Linked DNA regions of Sus scrofa: region 1 is linked to region 2. A link is a contact called in public Hi-C data. All regions are on one chromosome and are shown on one strand. Each heading gives the region's core, a stretch centred on a gene start, on an enhancer-like site or on the middle of the called end of the contact. The rest is flanking DNA. Distances are from core to core; before and after follow the strand shown. Region 1 overlaps EXT2 (exostosin-2). Region 2 has its middle 5.6 kb from the start of ALX4.

Region 1 (7,184 bases), core at 3,762-6,261, 150 kb after region 2:
GTCCAAGGAGCTTCGGTAACTGGTGGTCAGACAATTAATAAGGACAGACCCAGGGCTCAAACCCAAGTCTCCTGACTCCAAGCGCGTCTCTCCAAACCCAAATAACCAAGTACACTGTTTTTAACATAATAACCTTTGTCATTCCATCTCAACAGTTCTATGATTCTGAGCCTGCAAGCTCACTCAGACCTGCGGTTCCCAAGCATGTTCTCTGAGTGCCATGGGTGCTCTGGTCCAAAAACGAAGTGATCCTGCTTCCAACATGACGGTGGTGGGGTGGAGAAGGTCACTAAACAGAATTTGCTCATTTTTACCTCCCCAGTACTTTCTTAGCCTTTTAGACTCAAACTAGTAAAAGACGATAATCTGATTTAGCAGGTAATTCTCTATTGAATTGCTAACAAATCAAGATGCCATAATAAGAAACATAAAGAGCACAAACACCAGGGCCCTTTAAGGAACATTTTCTCCTACACAAGTTGTACGAACCACAAGTTTAGATAAAAAATCTAGAGATCTCTAGACTGATTTTCTAATTCACTAAAACTCAGATGAGGTCAGCGGTTAAGTAACAACAGGGAAGCCCAGAAACCTAAAATGAACACGGGTATGCTACGAAAAAACTACAAGGAGGCCAAACTCAACCTGTGATTTGTTTTCAAGTCAGAATGCCAAAATGTTTTGCAGATGAGGTTACTTACCGAGGTCCAAAGAAGGCAGATCTTTGGCCAAGGGCAAGGAGTTAGTAAATGGCCAAGCTGGCCGTTGGCACAGGCGGTCTCAGGTAAGAACCTACAGACTTAATTACTGTGTGATGAGCCCTCACCTTGGTTTAAGAGGCTCAGTATCAATAATAAAGGTGAATTAACTACATTCACTAACTTTGGCTACCTCCTAAAACCCCCAAATGACAATTATGGGGCAATTTTTAAAATTTCACTCAAAGATAAAGAAAAGGGGAGAGAAGATAACAGCAACAAAGTGTGGAGGCAGAAAAGCAGGAGTGGCAGATGACCCTACAGGCCCAAGAGGGCCGCACCTGAAATCAGCCAAGAAAACCTCGCGTCCTGCTGCAGAGGCTCCGGGTATAAAGGCGGAGCTCAGAGCAAGACAGGCTGAAAATTCGGTTAAGGAGCAGTAAGAAGTCCGGATCCCCTGCCCATCCACACAGCCGGGTGACCACCCTGCCCTCACCCGGACAGAGGGCTGAGGCTTGTTCTCGGGACACGGTTAGACACAGGCCCTCCGCCCGGGGTGGGCGCGGGGAGAAAACAGGGGTGTGCAGGGCAGTTTTATCCTCAGTGCTGAGAGCCCTCCCAGCCTCTTCTCCCGCTCGTCACCTACATAGATAATTGTGATAAAAACTTGTTAAAATCCATTTTAAAAAAAAGAAAGAAAAAAAAGAAACAACATGCACAGTACCAGCACTGGGATAGTCTTTTTAAATCTTTTAACTTTTTCACATTTGAGCCCAACCAGACTTCTTTCAGGAGAGAGAAAGGGGACAGGGCTCAACGGGACACCTGGAGGGGGCATTACACAGTGGCGAGCAGCCCAGGGGAAGAGGTGGCAGAAGGTGGAGGGAGACCTGTGTTGGGGTGGGGGGAAGGGGGGGGGGTACTGTTCTTGACACTCTCAAGCCCAAAGCACCTGGGAAGCATCACCCTGAGTCATGCCAGCTTCCACGGCGTCTCTGGCAAACAGAACTCACATGCTGCATAAGCAACCTTCCCGAGAGGCCGGCCCTGCGTCCTGAGCAGTCTCTGCAGAGGGACCCTAACGTCACCCTAGGCTCACCTCAGGAGTGTCTCTAAATCTCTGACAGTTATTACCCCCAACCTCACCTGATGCAGTTCCCTAACACTGACTTCCTCTCTAAGTGTGGTTGGTCGACACAGTGGAGGAAATTGATCCCACCCCCGTGTTCAGTGGCTGTCATCCTGCTCCGTATGCAGCAGTCACAGCACCCACGTTGCCTCCCCAGTAGCACTGCCTGGCCCCTTACCTGTCTCTGCATTTCTTCCATCTGCCTGCGTGGGATGCTCTGCAGAATACTGTACACATCCGACATTTTTTCTTCTGGCACGACCACAGATGCTCTAGAGACAAGAGCAAAACAGCTGATGTACGTATGGCCTCTTCCACAAAGCTCTGCTACATACGTGTCTTGTTTAATTTTCACAAGCAGAAGCAACAACACCCCAAACCTCCGTCAGCCCGTCCTTGCAGTGAGTAGCCCCTCTTAGTTCCCCATCTGTCGGAACCCACCAGCTCAAAGGTGTTCCCACTAGCTCCATCTCTCACCTCCTACTCACCACTCCATTCATCTCCCAGCCTCCGTCTACTCCCCACAGTGCTGCAGCCACACTGGCACCTTTCGGTCTCCCAAACACATCACTCTGCCCGACCACAGGGTCTCTGCATATGCAATCCCACCAATCTGGTCCCTCCTTCGCTCTTCACTGCCTGCTCTGAATTAACAAGGACTTTTCGCCTTTAGCTATACGCCCCATCCATTCACTTATTCAGCATGTACTTATGGAGCCCCTACTACGTGCCAAGTCCTGGCAATATGACAATGGACACATCAGACAAGGAAGGCCAGGGGGTCACAGAGCCACGGAGAATACCCGAGGGAAGAGCATTCCGGGCATAAGGGCCAACAAGCGAAAGGCCCCGAGGAACAGAAATCAGAATGTTCCAGCAACAGCAAGGAGGCCGGTGTGGCTGGAGTACGGTAAAGAGGGTGGAGGATGCCAGGCAATGAAGGGGGGAGCGGGGGAGGGAGGGGCACAGCAAAGCAGCTGGGGCCTCTCGGGCCATTTACGGACCTGGGCTTTCACCGAGCTAGAGAGTCACAAAAGGGGTTTGGCAAAGCGTGGCTTGATCTGGTTATGTTCCAGCAGGACCGTTCTGCCTCGAGGGTCAGAACTACAGAAAACCACAGAAAAGCAGGAGCCCGAGGCGCTGCAAGGGCCGGTGAAGGGACGGGGGGAGAGGACTGGCAGGACCTGCGACCCCATTAGAGACGGTGGGTAAGGGAGAGGGGCCTCGGTGGCGACTTTGCCTTCGTGGATTTAGCAGTTTGTCATTGTATTTGTGTAAGTGAATTTACTAAACTCCAAACCCCCTCTGCCCGCCAGCCAGGTCCTTTTGGATGGACCCACGCCGGGTTCCACTCACCAGCATACCTGAGCCCCTGCACACTGCCTCTCACACACAGCACTTAACAGATACTTGTTCAATAAACAAATAAGTAGATGATTTCTACACATATTTGGAGAAAACAGAGGCTCAAAAAAAGATTAAATGATTTGCCAAGATCATGAAGTTAACCAGCAACACGGCTGGTTATCTGAACCCCAGTCCCCTGGCTTCGAATCCAGAGCCCTTCCACCACTGACCCATAATTATAACCCGCCAAGCAGACCCAGGGCCTCGTAGGAACAAGCAGCTTTTCAGACTCAGCTGAGGGGGACTGCCTCTGAGAAGTCTCCCCACCCTTAGGCCTGAAAGGGGGAGTGTGTCTTCCTCCTGCTCCTGGCTTCCTGGCCAGCAGGGCTGCAGCTCAGCACTGCATCTGGTAATCGCTGCCTTACTTGCCTCTCCTACCACTAGACCGGGGGCTTCTCCGAGGCCAGGCTGGACCTTGATTATCTGGGTAGCCCCGTCCCCAACTCAGTACCTACAAGGAAAGGGCGCTCGATACAGGTTTTCCCGGGAGTCAGGGACCGAAAGTGGCTCATCACCCCCGAGGACAGAGACTCACACCCTCCTCTCCCAGGCTCAAGTGCGCTCCCTCCCTGTCCTGGGCTTCTCTCGCCCCCTGCGGCATCTGTCGCAGCATTTATCCCACAGGATGAGAACTGCTGGTTTGTCTTCCCCACTAGATTCTAGCCTCCTTAGGAGCAGAGCCTGCATTACTCGCAGTGGACTTTCCCATAAGCGTGAGAAGAATGAATGTACCCATGGAGGAATGCCACAGAAAGTGTTCAAATACCTGGGGTGACCAGACTTGGACATGATATCAGAAAAAGTGGGAGAGGAGAAGCCATTAAAAATTGGGGGCAAAGCCTGAGAAGTATATACAAAAGGAACCCATTTTCAAAAATGTTTAAGCTCCTAAATCCTGGGGAAATGAAACAGCATGAGACAAGCAGACTGTTCCATGGAGTTGGGCACTGACAGCCAGAGCCGGGCAGAGCCCACTGGTCTCCGTCTGGACACATCAGTGCTCCCAGGCCTCGCCCGTGTGCAGGCACGCCACCTCCAGCCAGCACTTTATGCAAATTCAACAAACAGTGGCTCTCAACTGTGGCTACAAATCAGAATTGCCTCGGAAGCTTTAAAATTCCTGGAGTTCCCTTGTGGCTCAGCAGCTTAAGGATCTGGCACTGTCACTGCAGTGGCTTGGGTCGCTGCTGTGGCATGGGTTCAATCCCTGGCTCAGGAACTTCTACATGCTGCAGGCATGGCCAAATAAATTCCCGGAGTTCTCGCTGTGGCACAGTGGAAACGGATCCGACTAAAAACCATGAGGCTGCAGGTTCAATCCCTGGCCTCGCTCAGTGGGATAAGGATCCAGCGTTGCCGTGAGCTGTGGTGTAGGATGCAGATGCAGCTCGGATCTGGCATTGCTGTGGCTGTGGTGTAGGCCGGCAGCCATAGCTCCGATTAGACCCCTAGCCTGGGAACCTCCATATGCCACAAGTGCGGCCCTAAAAAGCAAAAATAAATAAATAAATATATAAATTCCCAAGGACAAGGCCCAGGCATGTTTTTAAAAGTTCTCCAGGTGAGGCACAGCTGTGAACTGCTGCTCTGGGCCCCAGGTGAATATTTCCTGTAAAGGGCCAGAGAGTAAGTAGTTCAGCTTGTGCGGACCGTGAACTCTCTGTCATTTAAACCTCAGTACTCAACTCAACTCTGCCACTGCAGCACAAAACCAGCCGAAGAGCACGTATAAACGAATAGGGTGCCGTGACTGAGTACAGCTTTATTTTCCAACACTGGCAGCCTGTCGAATTTGGCCAAAGGTCTCTGTTGGCCAACCTCTGCTCCAGGCCAATGGACTGAACTCTTCTGATGGAAAACACAGCAAAACCAGTCTCAAGGAGTCGTTCTCAAACCCAGGTATGCATTACAGGTGTTTGGGGGACTTTTAAAACCTAACACGTGTGGAACCCCTGGTGTAAAGCTGATCAGAAGGGAACACCCACCTCTTCCAGTCAAGAACTTCGGAGAAAGGCAAAACATAGGAGTCCGCAATGACCACGGGGACGCAGCCAGCCCGAAGCACATCACTCAGGACCGCCTGGCCCAGGCGAGCTCCGCGAAGGACCACACAGAAAGTAGCCTCCTGCAGGAACACAGGCAGAGGGAGGGGATTAGAAACCACTTTCGCTGATCCACTTAGTCTGATCCCTGCAGACCACAGACATTCTCCCAGGGGCTGAAGCCGAGTCATACCGAAAATGCTAAAAAGATAATAGCTCACACCATAAGACTGAAAAGCTTAAGAGGTTGCAGTGTTCTGGATTTTTTTTTACTCTTCGGGGTCACGGCAAAGCCTCCACTGCTGACATTCTGCAAATGTTCACAACCCACGTGCAGCTCTTCCTCTGGACACTCAACAGTGTGACTTCCCACGGCCTGGATTCGTGGAACCCCACGGCACAGTGGCTGCCCAGTGCTTAGCGTACTGACCCCCACCTACCTGTGAACAGAATTAATTATTCGGTCTGGGCATCCCGGGCTCTCTAGAGGACCCCCTAACCAGAAAGTATCAAATCTCACCTTTCCACTCCCCGGTGTGCTCTGCATAGAGAAGACATTCATCTCATGAATGCAATGCCTTTGAAAACACATGAAGACAGACAGCTTCTTCTACCTTTTTTTTTTTTTTTTTTTTTTTTTGCTTTTTAGGGCCACACCCACGGCATATGGAGGTTCCTAGGCTAGGGGTCGAATCGGAGCCAAAGCTGCCAGCCTAAGTACACCATAGCCACAGCCACAGCCGATCCGAGCCACATCTGTGACCTATGCCACAGCTTGCAGCAACACCAGATCCTTTACCTCACTGAGCGAGGTGAGGGATTGAACCCACATCCTCATGGATATCAGCTGAGTTCTTAACCTGCTGAGCCACCAAGAGGAACTCCAGATATGCTGTACTTGGAAACTATTAATTGAACAAAAAGCAAAATCTCAAAAAGTTTCTTCCCCATTCACTCCCTCAAACCCATCGGATGTGGGGGATGTTCGGGAAAAGAGCTGTACAGGAGGAAAAACAGTTGCTGTTACGTCAACCCAAATAAGAAAAGACCTATCTCTAACACTCAGTCTCTCCTAGTTTTTACCTCTTCAGGAGAAAAAAAGAATAAATTAAAAAAATTTTTTAAAATGCTGTTTAATTTTTAAAGCTAGAGATAAGGCAAGCTCAGGGAAAAAATACAAAGAAACTCAGAATGGCAAATTCCTCGGGGGATAAATGAAAAAGCAGCAAGAGTGGACAAAGGGCATCCGTCACGGCGCCTGGAAGCGCAGGTGGACAGCTCAGCCAGCCCGGGAGGCGGCGTCCAGATGTGGACACACGTGCTGATAACCATTTTTCCTGTCTAGACAAAGGTTACTATAAATACTCCTGCTCCCATCACCACTGTTATCAGTCAGACATTCCAGAGGAGACGCAGCACTTTTTGAAAGTATTTTAACAATCTCAGCATGGGCCAATTCTCTTTGGAGATTTAAAAAAAAACAAAAACAAAAAACAAAACAAAAACCTCACACCAGCTTCTTGATATTTCTCCTTGAACTTACCTGTCTGTATTTGAAATACGTGAGAGGACAAAACTCAATTTCTCCTTTCCTGGCCCCCAGGCCCTTGGAGTGTCAGATATCTTGCTTATAAAACATCCCCAAAAGGACAGCTCTGCCCGTGGTCATGAAGTCCTGCCATCCCCACAACACTAGCAGGACACACTGAGTGCAGCAAAAACACTGGAAGACAAATTGGTAACAACAAACAAAAATCTTCCACTCCCAGAAAAGCTGATGGTGGCCGTGTGGGTTGGCACAGTCAGAGGATACAAGCTGCACCTTAAAAAAGGAGACTTCTTTGGGTTGGATGATGAACACAGGAACAAAAGGAAAATACAGGTGCCTGCTCCATCTGCGTGGTTTCT
Region 2 (7,297 bases), core at 2,583-5,082:
CCCAACCAAGATGCTCTGTTCAATGTGAATTTCAAATAAACAATAATTTTTAAGTATAAGTATTTTCCATGCAATATTCGGGACATACTTATCCTTAAAAAAATGACCCATGGAGTTCCTGCTGTGGCTTAGTGGAAATGAACCTAGCTAGCATCCATGAGGATGCGGGTCCCATTCCTGGCCTTGCTCAGTGGGTTAAGGACCCAGCATTGCCATGAACTTCAGTGTAGATCACAGACGTGGCTTGGATCTGGTGTTGCTGTGGCTGTGGTCTAGCCGGCAGCTGCACCTCCAATTAAAACCCGTAGCCTGGGAACTGCAGCCTTAAAAAAAAAAAAAAAAAAAGACTCACTGTTTCTCTGAAACTCTAATGTTTTGATTGAGCACTCTGTATTTTATCTGACAACTCTAATGAGGGCTCTGGGAGCCAGTGAAGACCTTTAGAGAGGGTCATACTAGATCAGATGTGTGTGGGCTTTTTGGTTTTTTTGTTTGTGATTTTTTGTTTGTTTGTTTTTTGCTTTTTTAGGGCTGCACTTGCAGCATATGGAAGTTCCAGGGTTAGGGGTCCAATCAGAGCTGCAGCCACCAACCCATGTTACAGCCACAGCAACTTGGGTTCCCAGCCTCATCTGTGACCTACACCCAGCCGGATCCCCGACCCACTGAGTGAGACCAGGGATCGAACCCGCATCCTCATGGAGACTAGTCAGATTCATTTTGCCATAACAGGAACTCCCAGATGTGTGTGTTTTAGACACTTTCTCCGGTTGTATTTGAAGGTGGTGCGTCTGTGTTCGGAGAAACCAGTAAGGTCTGAAGGGAAGGGGACTCTCCAGGAGAGAGTCCTGGGGGCCTGGTTTGTGAGGACAGTGGCCAGTCCACAAAAGGGGTCTTTCTCTGAGGCACCCTCACCCTTCCTCCACCTCCCTCCAAGGGGCTGCGCTCACCTTCCCCCTCCCCAAACCACACAGCGGGTCTAACACCTATCAAAGCAAGCATCCTATGGGATTCTAAGTGCTGCTTTCACATAGCATTTTAAGATGATCAAAGTAATTCCTGGACAAATAGAACACTAAGTCAGACCAGAAAAAAAAGGGGGAGGACAAAACCCAGATACTAGTATTCTTACCTCTGCAAACCTCTAGTACTTTCTAAGGACAGATAGCCCACCCTACGTCCTCTTTTTTTCAAAATGAGATTTACCTAATATCACCCAAACATCTTTCAGCTACTAAAATGCTCTTCTCTTACAACATTGGTTTCATTCATTTGCTCATGAAATGTCTATTGAACCCCTTCTGCATTGCCCACCACAATACAAGGCATTAAACAAAAGGGGTAAACAAAGCAGATACAGTCCCTGTTTTATGGATGAGCGCGAGAGAGACAATCAACAGGGGAAAACAAATACCAAGAAAGGAACAGTCTTTGAATAAAGAAAATCAGGAAGGATCTTCCATGTTTGGGAATATCTTCCTTTATTTCACAGTCTCCTATTACTGGATATTTTGGTTCTTTTCACCTTTTCCATATAATCATGCCACGATAAACTTTCTCTCTAGTCAATTCTTTGTGTCCATCCATAATTCTGTCTTTAGTTTAAATCCCTAGAAGTGAGATTTCTGGGTGAAAACTTACAAGCTTTTTGCTTACTTAGTTTTTCTTTACCTTATTTAAATCCAGTTTTGTATTTTCTCTTTGCTTTTTTTTTCTACTTTAAAAATAGCATCCTGGAGTTCCCGTCGTGGCACAGCAGAAACAAATCCGACCAGGCACCATGAGGTTCCTGGTTCGATCCCTGGCCTCGCTCAGTGGGTTAAGGATCCGGCATTGCCTTGACCTGTGATGTAGGTCACAGACGTAGCTCAGATCCTGTGTTTCTGTGGCTGTGGCGTAGGCCAGCAGCTCTAGCTCCGATTAGACCCCTAGCCTGGGAACCTCCATATGCCTCGGGTGGGGCCCTAAAAAGCAAAAAAATAAAAAATAAAAAAGTAAAAATAGCATCCTATAAAATTAAAATGATTTTGTGAATTTAGAACGCATTCCTGTATAGATTCGTGTACTCATCATCACAGTTTGGATGCAGGGTATGGTAGATCCACACACCAGCCCTTTGCAGTCAGACCCACCCTCCTGGCCCAACCCCTGACAACCAGTGACCTGTTCTCGACTGTAGCCTTTCCCAGAATGCCACACAATAAATACGTGGAGTCATGCACGAGGTTTATTTTGAGACTGGCTTCTTTTACACACCATGATGCTGTCTTTAAGAGTCATCCATGCCATTGCCTGGATCACTCATTTGCTCCCTTTATCTCTGAGGAGCACCCCATTGCCTGGCTGTTCCAGCTTGCTTATTCGTTTACCGGTTAAAGGACATTTGGGTTGTTTCCAGTTCGGGGCAATTATGAACAAGCTGCTATAAACATTTGCATCCAAGTTTGCAATGAAACTACGTCTTGGTTTCTTTAGGGTAAATACCTAGCAGTGGGATTTCTGTATGTTTAATTACATAAGACGCTGCTGCGCTGTTTCCCCAGCAGCTCAGCTGTGCTGTGTGAGCATTCCGGGGGCTCTGCATCCTCACTATCACTTGATAACATCGCTTGGTATCTCTTGCTTTTTTTTACTTCCATTGCAGTCTGTGTGTAGCAATATCTCATGGTTTTTTTTTTTTTTTTTTTTTCAAATATAGACTCTACTGACACAACTGAACTTTATTAGGGCTGACCTTTTATTTTTTTTCTTTTTGGGCTGCCCCACAGCACATGGACTTCCCAGGCCAGGGATCAGATCCGAGCCACAGTTGCAACCTATGTGCCTCTGCAGCAATGCTGGATCCTTAACCCACCGTGCCAGGCTGGGTATCGAACCTGTGTCCCAGTGCTGCAGTGCCGCTGCTGCTCCCATCTCCTCATGGGGGTTTTCATTTGAACATCCAGAGTGGATGACGCATAATGGATAATACATTGAGCATGTTATCATGGTTATTTGCATGTATGTCTTCTTGGGTCGAATGTCCATTTTCATATTTTACTACTCTTTTTGTAGGTTTGTTTTTTCTTTTTGTCTTTTTGTCCTTTTAGGGCCGCACCTGAGGCATATGGAGGTTCCCAGGCTAGGGGTCCAATCAGAGCTGCAGCTGCCAGCCTACGCCACAGCCACAGCAACACAGGATCTGAGCCGTGTCTGTGACCTACACCACAGCTCACCGCAACGCCAGATCCTTAACCCACAGAGCGAGGCCAGGGATCGAACCCGCAACCTCATGGCTCCTAGTCGGGTTCGTTTCTACTGCGCCATGACTTCCTCTTTTTGTAGTGTTAACATTGCTGCTGACTGAGCTCCACACTGTATTTGGATTCACTCGTTTTTCCCTGATGTCCCCGCTGTTCCAGGTCCCCGTCCAGGATGCCACGTCACATTTAGTCCTCGTGGCTCCTTAGCCTTCTGTGCCCCTGACAGGTTCTCGGGGACTTCCCTTGTTCTGGGAAGCACATGTAGGGCTTGGGTGGGTGCATGTTGGTGGACAGGAGTGCCCACATCGCCCTGAGGGCCGCTGGCCCGAGCCCCCGTGCCTCCTCTCCCCTGCGAATCGCTGTACCAGAGCAGGGACCCTCCCCGTCTCTAGAGGTACATGCAGATACGCTCTGTGCGTGTTTGCTGAAATGTCACCCAGTCATGTCACTCATCACTACTGCGCCACAATGGGAACTCCGCTGCTGCCGTTCCGAGGTTATTTAATGAGCCTGGAGCTAAACTAGGGACATCCAGGCTGAACCCTGGGCAGAGTCCAGTGGCAGATGAGGTGGGCGGGGGACGTGATCAATGGCTCACCTTTCACCTCTGCCCCCACCCCCGCACAACTGTTTGGACAGCAGTGGGTTTCGTCAGTGCCCTTTAAATAGCATGAAAGGGCGTCACGCTGGCCTGTTTTGTTTAAGGAGATTACATCGGCGCTGTGCGCTCTGCCACGGGGCGCGTGAGGCCGGCTCACCCGGGAACAGAGCGAGCGGCATGTCCCCCACAAAGCAGATGTTTGGAGGAAAATAGATGTAATCAAAACCGTGGAGGATAACATTACTCAGACCCCTTGGACACACACACCATGTGCAAGAGCGTGTGCACAACCGCGCACACACACACACACACACACACACACACACACACACACTCTCCATGTCCATACCCCCCCTCGTGGATCTGCACGGGTCATGCTCACTCACACACGTCCCACGTGTGTGCCCGAGCTTCACCACACAAGCCTGCCCACGTGCCAGCCCTATCCGCAGGCGACTGCGCGTGTGTTCCCCACACCCGTTCCCAACCTCAGGCTTGTGCCCCGTGCTGTAGGGTGCACATCCAAGCACACGGAAGGGATACGCGCACAGAAGCCTCCGGCACCCTCTCCCCAAACGGCTTCAGAGGTTCCTTCTCTTTAAATCACAGCTATAAAAAAAAAAATTCTCTTGAAATCACAGTCATAAAAAAAATTACAGGAGTTTCCTTCATGGCGCAGTGGAAACCAATCCATGGGGACATAGGTTCGATCCCTGGCCTCGCTCAGCCAGTTGTAGGTCGCAGATGCGGCTTGGATCTGGCATTGCTGTGGCTGTGGTGTAGGCTAGTGGCTACACCGATTCAAGCCCTAGCCTGGGAACCTCCATATGCCACGGGTATGGCCCTAAAAAGACCAAAAAAAAAAAAAAGTTACAGTCACCTTTGGAAAATTTTCAAGGCCGTTCCTGTCCAAAATAAGGTTAGACTAGATTAGAGCCAAACCATAGGGTTGAACCAGGATGAAGGAATAGAGGTTAAGGGAGTGAAGAAAGGTTCCATGTCTTGCATTTCTCGAAATCCAACCAAATCCAACAGCCAGGGTTCCTAGAATAGGCCAGGCCTTGTCCCCAGGGGAGTTCGGGCGGAGACCCAGGAGCCTGCTCTGGCTTCTGATGGCGAATACAACCTTCAGCCAAGTGCTTCCCACTTCATCAGAAGTGGTCCATGGGAGTCTTTGCCTGGGGTTGTTTGAAGGGTGTGCAGCACCATCGTGGCCACCACCGCGTGTGTCCCTCCTGTGGGGCAGGTGCTGAAGACTCTTGATGTTTTATGCACATTTCTTGATTCTTCTGGGCAGACTGGGACTTATTTCCAGATCCAGACATTCCATGGGAAGTTGCAGTTTGTGATGGCATTGTCGTGGGCCCCACAGCCTGGGACAAATCCTGCCCAGGGATCCCTCCCCGCTCTGGGACAGGGCATCAGCATAGCACTGGCCAGAGGCCACGTGGGGGGCTGCCCCAGGGAGGATGGTGGGGGAGCCAGCTGGCCAGGCAGGTGGCCTGTACCCGAGGAGGCTCTGTCTCCACTCAGCTTTGTGCCTTCGCTGGATGCCTTTGGGCCTCCAGAAGACGAGCCCAGTGGGAGGGCAAGCTGGGAGCTTCCAGGGGCCTTTTGCCTCCCCCCACACTGCAGCGTGGTGGGTGCGGAGCTGGTTCCTACAGATGCTGGGCTGGGTTTCCCGGACCCTTCACTTCCAGAGCCCGCTCTCTGAAGCCCATCTCTGTGCTCCTCCTCCTGCCTCCGACCCGCCCCATTTCCCTCATTGTTTTTGTTGTTGTCGTTGTTATTTGTTTGTTTGTTTTAGGGCTGCACCTGCAGCATATGGAGGTTCTCAGGCTAGGGGGTGAATTGGAGCTGCAGCTGCAGGCCTACGCCACAGCCACAGCAATGCCAGATCTGAGCCGCATCTGCGACCTACACCACAGCTCACGACAGCACTGGATCCTTAACCCACTGAGCAAGGCCAGGGATCAAACCCACATCCTCATGGACACTCCCCCCAAGCTCACTACTGCTGAGCCACGACGGGAACTCCCCTGTTTCCCTCTTGCTCGCTGTGTGGGGACATCCTTCGGTGGCTGCCTGCTCTTTCTCCTCTCCCTTCTTCTTGCCCCATCTCATCTCCTTTCATCTCAGCTGTCAGCCTTGAATGGAGGCACTGGTCCCTGCAGGCCTCTTGTTCATGTATCTGAGCCACCTTTCTCCTCACTGCATTCATTCAACAAACATCTCTGTATGTAGACTGTTGCTCCTGGCACACAGTAGGTGCACAAAGAGAGCTGGGCAGGGTCAGAGCTCAGGATGTTTGTTAGAAATTTTTCCTTTATTCCTCAGGGACTTATGCCTGCCTGTCGGCAGCCTGCCTCATCCTGGGTTAAGCCCGGGGCTACAAAGGGACAAAGGACGTGATGTCCCAACCTGATTCTCTAGGAGGAACTGGACATTCAGGGTGTGATTATACATGAGTCAGGAAACACTGGTGGTAATTAGATGGAGGACAATCTGTAAGACTGTCCTGGGCTGGGAGGGCTTCCTGGAGGAGCTGGCACTGACAGGGCCTTGGAGGTCCAGCTGGAAAAAGGGACATTCCAGGCAGGTGGTCAGACAGAAACCAAGGAGGTGAGTGGTTGCGCTTGGTCAGGAGTAATTCAGCCTGAGTCTCAGACTCTGTTTTCCGCGGCTGTCTTGAGGAGGGCATTACAGAGCGAGCCGGATCCTGATGGGCCCCGGGACTCGAACTGCCGTGCTGCGTCTTCCCTCAGCGCCTCTGGATCACCCAGATGGCGAGCGATCTGCGGGCTCTGCCTGGAGCCCAGCACCGTCACCCATCCCATCCCTGGCGCCCACCTGTCTCCAACAGGCTGGTTAAACTCGGCGTCACCTGCGGAACAGCCGCGAGCACTGCAGCTATTGATTCAGGAGGATGGAAGGCTCAAGGTGTGGCGGCTGCCTCCACGTACGTGTCCACAGTGGTGTCTGGGGGAGGCCCCTGGAGGTTTAGAACCAGGACCAATGAGCCACAACAACAGGAGACAGACACGGACGGGGCCTGAGGGCCAACAGTCCAGCTGGTCTGCCGGCTGGGAGCTCTCTGTCACCAAAGCCTGGATGACAGCACTTGGTGGAGATGCTGTAGGGTGACAGCAGGTGGAGATAAATGCCCCCGAGGCTGGGATGTTGGGACTCATTACCTGAGAGGGCCCTCCTTGGCTTGTCATTCTGGGCAGCTGGCTAAGTCACAGAACCCTGGGGAAATTTTCCTTTGCTGTCTCAGTGAGGGGCCCAGCCTCGGAATGTAAAGCCAGATGACCAGTAATCAACACTGAGATTTAGAAGGGTAATTCCCTCTCTGGGAACCAGAGAACCTCGGTTTGCCAGACTCCCTTCCATCTCTAAGCCTTTCCAGTTAGCAGGTGTTTGCCTGTACGGACATGCGCCCCGCCCCCGCCCC

Evidence for each region. Hi-C and Micro-C count contacts between places; a contact is called where the count stands out from the background.
Region 1: a Hi-C map of liver shows a contact between it and region 2, with 2.2 times the contacts expected there. The contact joins two enhancer-like sites. A contact is called at or near these places in 13 of 47 Hi-C or Micro-C datasets (alveolar macrophages, brain, embryonic fibroblasts and 7 more) and 1 of 2 datasets of contacts at active chromatin or transcription factors (skeletal muscle).

Annotation. Positions count from the first base shown.
Region 1 is chr2:18,207,395-18,214,578 of Sscrofa11.1, forward strand. It overlaps EXT2 (exostosin-2), which reads right to left. Exons shown (of 18, transcript XM_021083158.1): 8 at 5,220-5,359; 9 at 2,006-2,099. Among named protein-coding and RNA genes, the nearest start is that of EXT2, 28 kb to the right of the region's middle. Within about 2 kb of position 5,012, at least 2 of the 83 cell types and tissues checked have an H3K27ac peak or open chromatin away from gene starts, as enhancers often do. A contact at or near this core is called in fetal liver and liver, where this site is marked.
Region 2 is chr2:18,061,474-18,068,770 of Sscrofa11.1, forward strand. No RefSeq gene overlaps it. Among named protein-coding and RNA genes, the nearest start is that of ALX4, 5.6 kb to the right of the region's middle. Within about 2 kb of position 3,833, at least 8 of the 83 cell types and tissues checked have an H3K27ac peak or open chromatin away from gene starts, as enhancers often do. A contact at or near this core is called in fetal liver and liver, where this site is marked.